2 separate regions of the Gossypium raimondii genome follow, and region 2 is linked to region 1. A link is a contact called in public Hi-C data. All regions are on one chromosome and are shown on one strand. The core of a region is the stretch at or near the end of the contact, and the rest is flanking DNA. Distances in the headings are between cores, read along the strand shown.

Region 1 (5,007 bases), core at 238-2,737:
ATGAAGTTGAAAAACAAAGACCTTGAACAAAATATGATCAAGTCCAAGTTGAATATGCTTAAAGGCTTCCCTGGCTCTCCTTCTAGCAGGTGCTTCATCCATATTAGCATCCAAAATCTTTTGCAACTCTTCATCCACCCCTTTAAACTTCAGGGGCTTAGCCATTACTCTGCTTTTTTCTCTTCTCCACTTCAACAAAAACCCTGCCAATAACCAGAAGTCTATCTCTTTTCAGATGCCAATTCCTCTACATAAATAGAAAAAAGTAATAACAATTAGGGGAGGGGGTTCTAGAGGTACCATAAAAAAGATGGCTCCGCAACAAGTTTGAAGATTTCAAAGCCATGTGGCCTTTTCTTTTCCTTTTGAGAAAAAAAAAAGTAGAAAGAAAAACAAATAAATTAAATTATATAGCTAAAATCCAGGAAATGGGGCAAAAAAATTGATAAGGTAAGAAATGTCAGCAAGCAAAAGTCCAAAAGTTGAAATGGAGAGATTCTTTTTAGAGTGCAGTAGTTTAGTTTAGTTTATTTAATTAATTTTCAAAATTTTGTTTTAAGAGTCAGATTTTAATAAAGGAAAATCGTACGAGGAAATTATTTGTTCTATTTTCTGATTAATTTATTACTTGGAAGATTCGCAAAGAGAAGGAAAAGGCGGTAGGTGAAGGTGATTGAGTTCTATAAAAGGAAGGAAAGTGCCCACGTTATCTCCCTCTCATTGTACGTGCTAAAATATTCTTCCCACTGTTTATTAAAATTAAAATTGTCATCCAAATATTTTTACAATTTAAGTATCTATTTCGATCATTTTGATATCTGCGGGAAGCAGAAATCTGATATACAATGAGCTGAACACAAAAAACAGTAAATTCCCTCATTCATGGCAAATGAAACAAGAATCATACAAGACTACTTCAAAGAAATTTCAGCTAATATTCACTATCTTAAAGCACATAACTTTGATTTCAATGTCCCAAATTTAATACAGAAAAAAGAAATTTGTTAGCTTGGACTTGGGAATCACTTTAACAGCAACCTGTTCTCCTTTTAACTTCCTTTCTTGAGCTTAGCAGAACAAATATACCCAACTTCTTCCCCAATTTCCAATTTACTCCTCAACTCCTTCAAAACCCCTAATCTTTTATCCGGTTCAACTCCATCCTCATCCTCCTTCGTCTCCGCAATTCCCGCTACGCTCCCACCGTCTCAAGACCGCCCGGATGTGTTTCGCCGGAGAAGGAGACGGAAACGATTTCTTAAGAAACCTCAGCGGCGTCGAAGGAGTTTTGGGTTTGGTTGGGTGAGCCGGACTCGGATTGTAAGTGGGAAGAAAAGGGGTGGTCGGAGGCAGGAGAGGCGGAGGAGATTTGGGTGGCTGAGGCAGGGTAGGATAGTTATTTTGGGTGGTTGTCTTTGGGTTTTTAAGGCTTGGAAGTACAGCCTCCCATCGTGAAGGAAGAAGAAGAAAACACTCAACAAGAAACTGCGGTTGCAGTTTACCTTTTTGCAAAGATCTTTGATGTTGCGTTCAGCTTATTGTAAGAAAAACACAAATTGAGAGCGACTAAAGGTAAGTTAAAATTGCTTTCTGTTAAATGTAAAAATAAGGATTGGCGATGAGATTAGATATTATAATATTATTATATAAAATAAAAAATAAATTAAATATATTGCATCTCATCGTTTATCTAAACTTACTTAAAACTATATATATATATATATGATATAAAATATCTACTTCAGATTTCCGTTTCTACTTTGACCAAAATCATCTAATCAAGTAAGGTGAGTATCTAAATTATAAATACTTTTAATATTTAAAATAAAATTTTGTTATAATTAAATGATTATGTATGTAGTTTATCCGAAGCTAATTCCACTTTCAATCATACATGTCTTTTACTTTTGTTTTTATTTTTCGTCTTTGTTGACATTTAAACTATCATTCATTACTTAAATTGACTCATAACATTAAAAATAATTAGTTACCATTAACACTATTAATATACTTTTTCTAATTACGTAAACAAATTTAAAAATTGACTCATAGCATTAAAAATAATTAATATTAGGTGCAAATTAAATTGTGCTCGAATTAAAATTAAAAATATATTGGGCCTACAAAATGGTTTTGGACTTTTCAATAAGTTTAGGCTTTCAAAAGCAAAAGGTTTGGATGTTAAATTAAACAAATTAATTTGGGCTTTAGAAACAAATTAAAACTAATTTGGGCCTTAAAATTAAATCTTAATTTAGTCTTTTTTATAATTAATTTGAGCTCTAAAAGAATCTTTCAACATTAAGCCTGAAAATGATTTTTATTTAACACTGATTTTTTAATTTTCTAAAAAGTAATTTTATTTTTTCCAACAAATTTCTTATTATTATTTTTCAAAACCAACATTCAAATATCCACCCCACTTCATGTCAAAATTTCAAAATTAAATTAAACTAAATTAGAATCTATTTAAAATTGATTTAAAATTAATTAAAGCCAAATTAAATAAAATCTAATTTAATTTAATTTCAGACAAAAAAAAGAATAAGTAATCTGCTACATTTGATAATTTTGAAGCCTAAGTCGAAATCCGCATCACCCTTCAAGTTGAGGTTGTAATGTATTTATATTATTTTCATTTTATAAGATCCTTGGCATGCATTTAAAGGCTTAGATTCAAACTGTATTTGTAAATTTTATTCTTAACTTAAATCTCTTTTGGTTTCCTAATGAAGTTTTACTCTGTTACTCATTTCGAATATACGTATGTCTTGTATTTTGAGTTTAAATGAGTTTATAAATTAAGTTAAAATGATTTAAAACTCATTGATATATTTTAGTAGTGTTTGGGGATGTTTTAGAGTGTTTTCAGATTAATTTTCAATTCTATGGGTCCAAGTGTAGGGACTTGGCTTAGTTGTTTTGGAACAATTGAGCCAAAGAGCTGAAATGAGCATGTTATTGGAGTTGTATCGGTACATCCCTCTAGAGGTACAGATACAACTTCCTTACACCTAGGCCATTGCACTACTTTAACTTGATTTGGCTTTTGGGGGCTCGCTTTAAGTTTCAGATAACTCCGGTTACTTCCAAACATGTTCTAAATGGTTTTAAATTATTTCTAAAATTCTCAAAATATATCAAATTTTATTCAATAATTTTGTAAAAAGAAAAATGAAGTTATGAATTTTTAAATAACTTTGAGATTTCGATAAGTAGTGCTTCGATGGCACTTTCCTTCATACCATAAGTTCAAATGGGTGAAAGGTGTTACATTCAAAGTTATCTATGCTTCCTAAGGTAAAGCTTTTCATTTGGCATGTTGGGCATGAAATCCTGCCTACTCATGCTAAGATATCAACTTTTAAGTCTTCTCTTAATTCTATTTGTTGTCGGTGTGGAGTTGATAGGGAGAACTCTTTGGTTGGCATGTATGATGACATAATTCTCACTTTTGATGCTTATTATTGTACTGATTGGTTAGATTTTGCTATGCGTAAATTGGACAGGACTGCCATGGCTAATTTTTGCATGTTTTTGTGGGAGCTTTTGATTGTGTGGAATGATGAGGCTTTGAACGAGCATCTTACTCCCCCTCCCCAACATTGCACTAAATTTTGCGTGGTTTCCACTTGAGGACTTTCGTGTTCATAATATGATTTATAGGCCTATTTTATTGAGGCAACTTCAGACTGAACGATGGTGTGCCTCTATCCTAAGTCGTGTAAAAATTAATGTTGATGCTTCGTGGGATGCTACCACAAATAAAGTTGGGTTTGGATGTATAGTGCAAGACGAGGATGCTTTGGTTATGGGCGGAATGGCGATGAGAGCCCCTAACTGTTTTGATTAGAATTTGGTGGAAGCTCGTGCGGTGATGATGGGTCTTACTTTCGCTCATGATATGGGCTTTATGAATATTTTTACTGGATCATATAAGTTTTCCTAGTGTGTCGCATGATTTGTCTTTATTGGGCCAAGTTGTTTTGAAGGCTCGTACAATGTTTTTAGACTTTGATGCTTTCGATTACTCTTTTACTTGTCCAGCGTCTAATAATTAGGGGTGTTCATTCGGTTAACCTACTCGAAATTGTTATAATCAAATTAACCGACCTTCCAAAAATTTTAACCATTAACCGAACCGAATTTTTTTAAAAAAATTAATCGAACCGAAATTTTTTCGGTTAATAAGGTCGGTTAACCAAATTAACCGAAAATTATGTGCTTTTTATTTTTGGTTAAAAATTACCCAAATTACCCGAAGTACTGAATTTTTTTGTAATTTTTATTTTTTTTATTTTTAAAATTTAAAAAATTCATAAATTATAAACGTGGCATCTAAGTGATAATTCATGTGTATAATAGTCAACAAAGTTAGCAAACATTATTCTTTTTCAACTATTTTGAGTTATTTAACAAACAGAGCAAATTTAAGTTACAAGCTCTTAAAATTACTGAATACCCACCTGATTTCTCCATCCCTAAAGAAACCAATGCTAAGTTACAAATTATAAGTGCATTGGCAAGAATTACGGAATAAAGAACAGCACTAGCAGCTGACATGAAGATGAGCCAATTGGGAGATGATGAGAATCCAAACCCATTAAACAAATGGAACCCAAAAAACAAAAGATAGAAAGCTGTTGAATTTGCAGATAAAAGCACGAAGAAATTGCATATGAAAGTGGATAAGAAATTGCAAACATTGAATTTGCAAAGGATTGCAGCAGTTGCAGTGAAGTAGTGATAGTATTGACGGAAAGTGTAGATAGATCTTCTAATGAGGAAGGTGGTTGATTTCTCCATCGGAGATGAAGAACCGCTATTCACTTCCACGACTGATTTTAGATTAAAAAAAAAAACTCAGAGAAGCATGGAAGCTTGTGTTTGAACCAAAGGGACTTCTCTTGTATATCATAAACTATGCAAATGCAAGCAATGCCCTTGATGTCTCCCCCACTTTTTAACTTCTCTTCAATTTCTTTTTTTTTTAAAAATTAATTAATT
Region 2 (5,138 bases), core at 266-2,765, 140 kb after region 1:
ATATTTAAAAAAAAAATGATAACAAAGGAAATATTCCAAGTTTAGGATTTTGAGAAATTGTGCCCTAACGTATTGGGCCGTGATTTCTTAAATCTTAAATAAATGGATATTCTTTTAAATTTTTATTATAAGAGTATTTTGGACTAAATCATTTTTGAGGAAATAGAATGTCGTGTCCTAACGCACTGGGTGTGACATTTTCTTTCTCTGAAATGATAAAGTCTTAATAAGTAACGTTTTTTAGTTTTTATTAAGGATCATATTTTTAAATTTTCGACATTAAGACACTAATTAATTAACTAGGTACCAATTTTGGTCGTTACGAGGGTGCTAATCCTTCCTCGTACATAACCGACTCCCGGATCCATTTTTCTAAAACTCGTAGACCAAAGCTGTTGTTTAGGTGATCCAATTACATCTCAATAAAAGATTAGTGGCGACTCCCAATTTTTGTTCTTTTTAAAGTCGACAACTAATTTTTGTTTTTTTCCAAAATAAAAAAATAGTTTCGACAAGATCATTTAGATTAAACCAATTCAAATAATCCAATTCATCTTTAAAAATTTAAAATCAAGATGAAAACATTTTAAAACAATACGAAATATAGAATTTTGAGAGTCAACAAGAGAGACCCTGTCTAGCATAGATGTATCATTACAAGTGAGGACTTGTATCGATACAAGTACCTCGTACTATAGCAGTGGACATACTGATACATTTGGCTACACGTACTGATACACTATAAAATCATTTCAAAATTCACACCTTTAATATCACCACATCAAACCAAAACATGATACACATACACAGTACAAAGTTATCCTACTTATCTACCAAGCTAGTTTATTTGGCAAGCAAGAAACCAATGATTAAAGTGCATAACCTTCTTATATTTACTTCATACTTCATCTAAGGCATTAAACCTAAACATATAATATGCACTTTAAACATAGTTTAGCCTAATAGACTTCAACAACTAGGTACAAGACACATTTTAACATTCAAAATAAACATTACAACTGTGGATGAGTTGAAATGAGAATCTTAGATATTGCTGAAGATCACGAAGGGTACCTATTCTTTCACCCGCTAATGACCCAGAATGCCAGACACCAACAAAATAAAATCACGATATAATCAACATACAATAAAAATGGATAATAATAATAATAAAAAGTAGATAAGTTGGTGCTTAAAGCATACAAATTTAAACTATATAAATCGAAAATAGTAATTTTGAGGCTAATTAGTGACTGAACAACAGCCAAGATCAACATTGTGATCTGTTTAATTGATATTCATCAAGAACAATTAGATTTCATTTTGCAATATTGAATCAATCACCCAAATAATATGAAACCAATGGTGTACATATGGAGGAAAAATAAAAACAGGAGAGGGTCAGTATTTGTTGATGCTGAGAGAAACAATTGACAAGAGAAGCTGATAGACAGTAACGGCGCTACCGTGCTGGGAGAAGGCTGGAGGCGAGATGGAGGTTGGGAAATTACGTCCATTGATTTAGGAAAGGCAAAGGGGAAATGAGAGAAACCGACGAGGGCTTGGTAGGGCTTAGCCTTAGATATATTTTTATAGGGGGAAATGAATTTGGGTTGTGCTTGTTATTTTGTTTGGGTTTGGACTTTGAATAAATTGTATTGTTTATTTTGGATTTGGGTTTGGCTGAGTAATATTTTGGATTTGAGTTTGGTATATATATATACTGTTCATGCCTTTCATGAATTTCTTATTATTTAAATGGATATATATTGGTTAATATTATTTAAAAAATATAAATAAATTTTTGAAAGATAATATATTTGTAATATTATGAATTATAAGAAAGAAAATTTGAAAAATAAAACTATTATAATAAAGTTTAAAATGATTTTAATTGAGTAAACTACCAAAATAGTCACTTTTGTTTCCCTTTGGTTACATTTTAGTCACTTATATTTGAAATGTTACGTTTTAATCACTTATGTTAACGTGTTGTAACATTTTAGTCACTGAGCCGTTAATTGTTGTTAATGATGTAATGGTAGTGATGTGGCACATTAAATCATCATTTTAAACAAAAATTTAGGTTAAATTATACAATTAGTCTCCATATTTTTTTCGTTTTGAGCAATTTAATTTTTTTTCTTTTATGTTAAAAGAGATGGAAAAAGAAGGAAAATAGAGGGAGAAGCATAAAAGACTAAAAAATGGGGAAGAAAAAAAAAGAGAAAGTTGAAAGAACATAAAAGAAAAAAAAACTGCTCAAAACGAAAAAATATGGGGATCAATTGTATAATTTAACATGAAATTTTTGTTTGAAATGATGATTTAACGTGCCACATCAGCTTACCATTACATTGTTAATGGAAATTTACGGCTCAATGGCTAAAATGTTACAACGCGTTAACGTAAGTGACTAAAACGTAATATTTTAAATATAAGTAATTAAAATGTAACCTAAGAGAAACAAAAGTGACTATTTTATAGTTTACCCTTTTTAATTTTAAAAATAAAGTTTAAAAGACTTTTTAATATCTTTTAGAAATCTATATATTTAATACTTTTAATTTTACAAACAAAGTTTTAAATAATTTCTTTCGGTACGAAACCAAGTTTTAAATAGTGTAAAAACATAAATTTGACTTATGAAAAAATAAAAATAAAAACAGTTCACTAACTTTGTTTGTTGGGATAATTTTCAAGATCAAATTGAGATCCTTTGTAAATTTTGAGGGTTAATTTTTTAAAAAATTATGACCAAGTCGATATAATATGTAAAAGTTGAGGGCTAAATTTGTTATTATACCGATTTTTTAACTGTCACGCTACCTCCCATCAGACATTTAATGGCACTTAACGGAAATGGGTCAAAAAAATAATTTTGATTAGTTAAGTGACCAAATTAAGAAATTGATAGTTGGGTGATAAAAAATAAAATAGGCAATAGTTGGGGTGGTATAATTTACTCAATTATTTAAATTCAAAATTTAATACTAAATTAATATTTTATTAGGTATATATTTTAATTAACATATCATTATTTAAATTTAATAGAATATATATTTTAAATTTCTTCTATGATTTTTATTTATTTAAAAACGATATATCACTTAAATTAATTTAAAATCTTAAATTAAAACATATTAAAACAAATTTAAAACAAAAACGTTTGAAGTTTATCTTTTAGATATTATTATTAATTTAAAAAGGTTTGTATTTTTATTTAAATTTTGTATTAATTTTTAAAATAGATATTATATGTAAAAATATTTTGTTGCCACATGCCAATAGGATAGGTATGACACGTGAAAAAGAATTAGGTTATCATTGTTACCTTATAATATAAATATACTTGTCTGGATATCCGTATCATGCAAGGACCAATTGTATGCATTATTAAAATGCAATTAATTATTTTTATGAATCTACTTAATTTTTTATAATATTTCACTAATAATTTGATTGTAAAATTAAATCATATTGATGTAATAGTTAACAAATGTCTTAAAAGCTTATTTAGAACTAATTGTTACTAAAATTATTTCTATATATATAAAATGATATTATGTATGTATGCATGCATGCTATCGTATATATAATAAACAAAAGAACTAAACAAGATTACTTCTTTTCCCATTTCTCGAATGATGAAATCAATAAAAATAATTGTTATATTTATATTTGATTCTTAAATTATTATATTATGTGATTAATACAAAGGTATATAGTATGATAATTAAATTAAATTAATTAGTATATAATGTGATAAAATTAAATTAAATTAAAATATTATATAATGTTATTAAATTAAATTAAAATATTATATAATGTTATTAAATTAAGTTAATAATGGGTCTCATACTATTCCACATCTCAATGTTTTTATATATGCTTCCTAAAATTTTTATATAATATATATGATATATGATATAATATATACGGTTGTTGCATGTAATTATATTATTTTGTGATTTGCGTTGAGATTTAAATTTTAAATTTTAATTGTAAGTTAATGTACGATGTTCAAAGTTATTATTATTATTATTATTATTATTAGTATTAATGGCAAGGAAATCATATTTAAAACTTAATTTAAAAATGAGACCCACTTTAAATATAATAAAAATGAAATATTTTATACCTCAAAGAACTATCTCAGATTTCAAAGTTTTCATATATGCTCTCATCTTTTGTATAATATATATGATATATGATTTAATATGTGTATTAAAGTTAGTTTTATCGGTTAAAACGATATTGAAATCCAAAATCGACACCGAACCAAAATTACATGGGTTAACTGACCACTGCAACTGAGCTAAAACTGAAACCAACCAAGACCGAATCGAAAAATGCCGAATTTGATTGGTTCGGTTGATTTAGTAGATTTTCATCGAATTTTTCTCACCTCTACTAATATTTCTTGTAACACCCCTCGCCGGGTCCGAGTTATAGGATACTATAGTCATTGCTAGAGCAACTATTGTCAAATAAACTGTAAATAAATCAATCAAACATTCAATCATGTCATAAACACATTCTCATTATGATACACAATTGAATCTGAGCCTTAATCGAGCTTAAGAAAGCTTTTTTGTTGACTTGAGCACCGAATAGGACCAAATTGTAAAGTTTTGAAAATTTAAGGTCGACGTCGTGATGTCGCCAAACAGTTGGGCCCATGTGTTAGGCCATGTAACTTACTGACTTGCATCTTAAAGGAAACATCAGATGACACACGACTGTGTCGCCAGACCATGTGAACCCAAAATTTACTTAAAATCAAACATTTTCAAAACCATTTCATGCATAAATATTCAATCCATTTGTGCACACTTTAAAGGGACCTAAACATCATCTAAACATATATCAAGATGCCATTTTCAAGATCCTAGTTCAACTAACCAATATGTCATTCAAATGCACCAAAATTATAGCAACACAACATTTACCAAAACATGTGAACATTACCTAATTCCATGCATAAAGACATCTTTCTATTATATGCTTAAAACACAACATAATTGGCCATTTCCAAATCAACATCTTATACCAAAATGCCATACACATCAATTAGCAAAAAGTGACTAAAAGGACTTACCTAATCAAGCATTATAAGTCCATCAACCATACTTAAA

Evidence for each region. Hi-C and Micro-C count contacts between places; a contact is called where the count stands out from the background.
Region 2: a contact with region 1 is called in a Hi-C map of leaf, with 3 times the contacts expected there. The contact joins the enhancer-like site here to the promoter of LOC105763144 in region 1. A contact is called at or near these places in 2 of 2 Hi-C or Micro-C datasets (both in leaf).

Annotation. Positions count from the first base shown.
Region 1 is chr12:8,369,751-8,374,757 of ASM2569854v1, forward strand. LOC105763144 (caffeoylshikimate esterase) reads right to left here and starts at 1,488. Exons shown (of 10, transcript XM_052625597.1): 1 at 1,027-1,488; 2 at 301-362; 3 at 22-203. The coding sequence starts at 346.
Region 2 is chr12:8,512,911-8,518,048 of ASM2569854v1, forward strand. No RefSeq gene overlaps it. Among protein-coding and RNA genes, the nearest start is that of LOC105762334, 5.4 kb to the left of the region's middle. Within about 2 kb of position 1,516, the one cell type or tissue checked has open chromatin away from gene starts, as enhancers often do. A contact at or near this core is called in leaf, where this site is marked.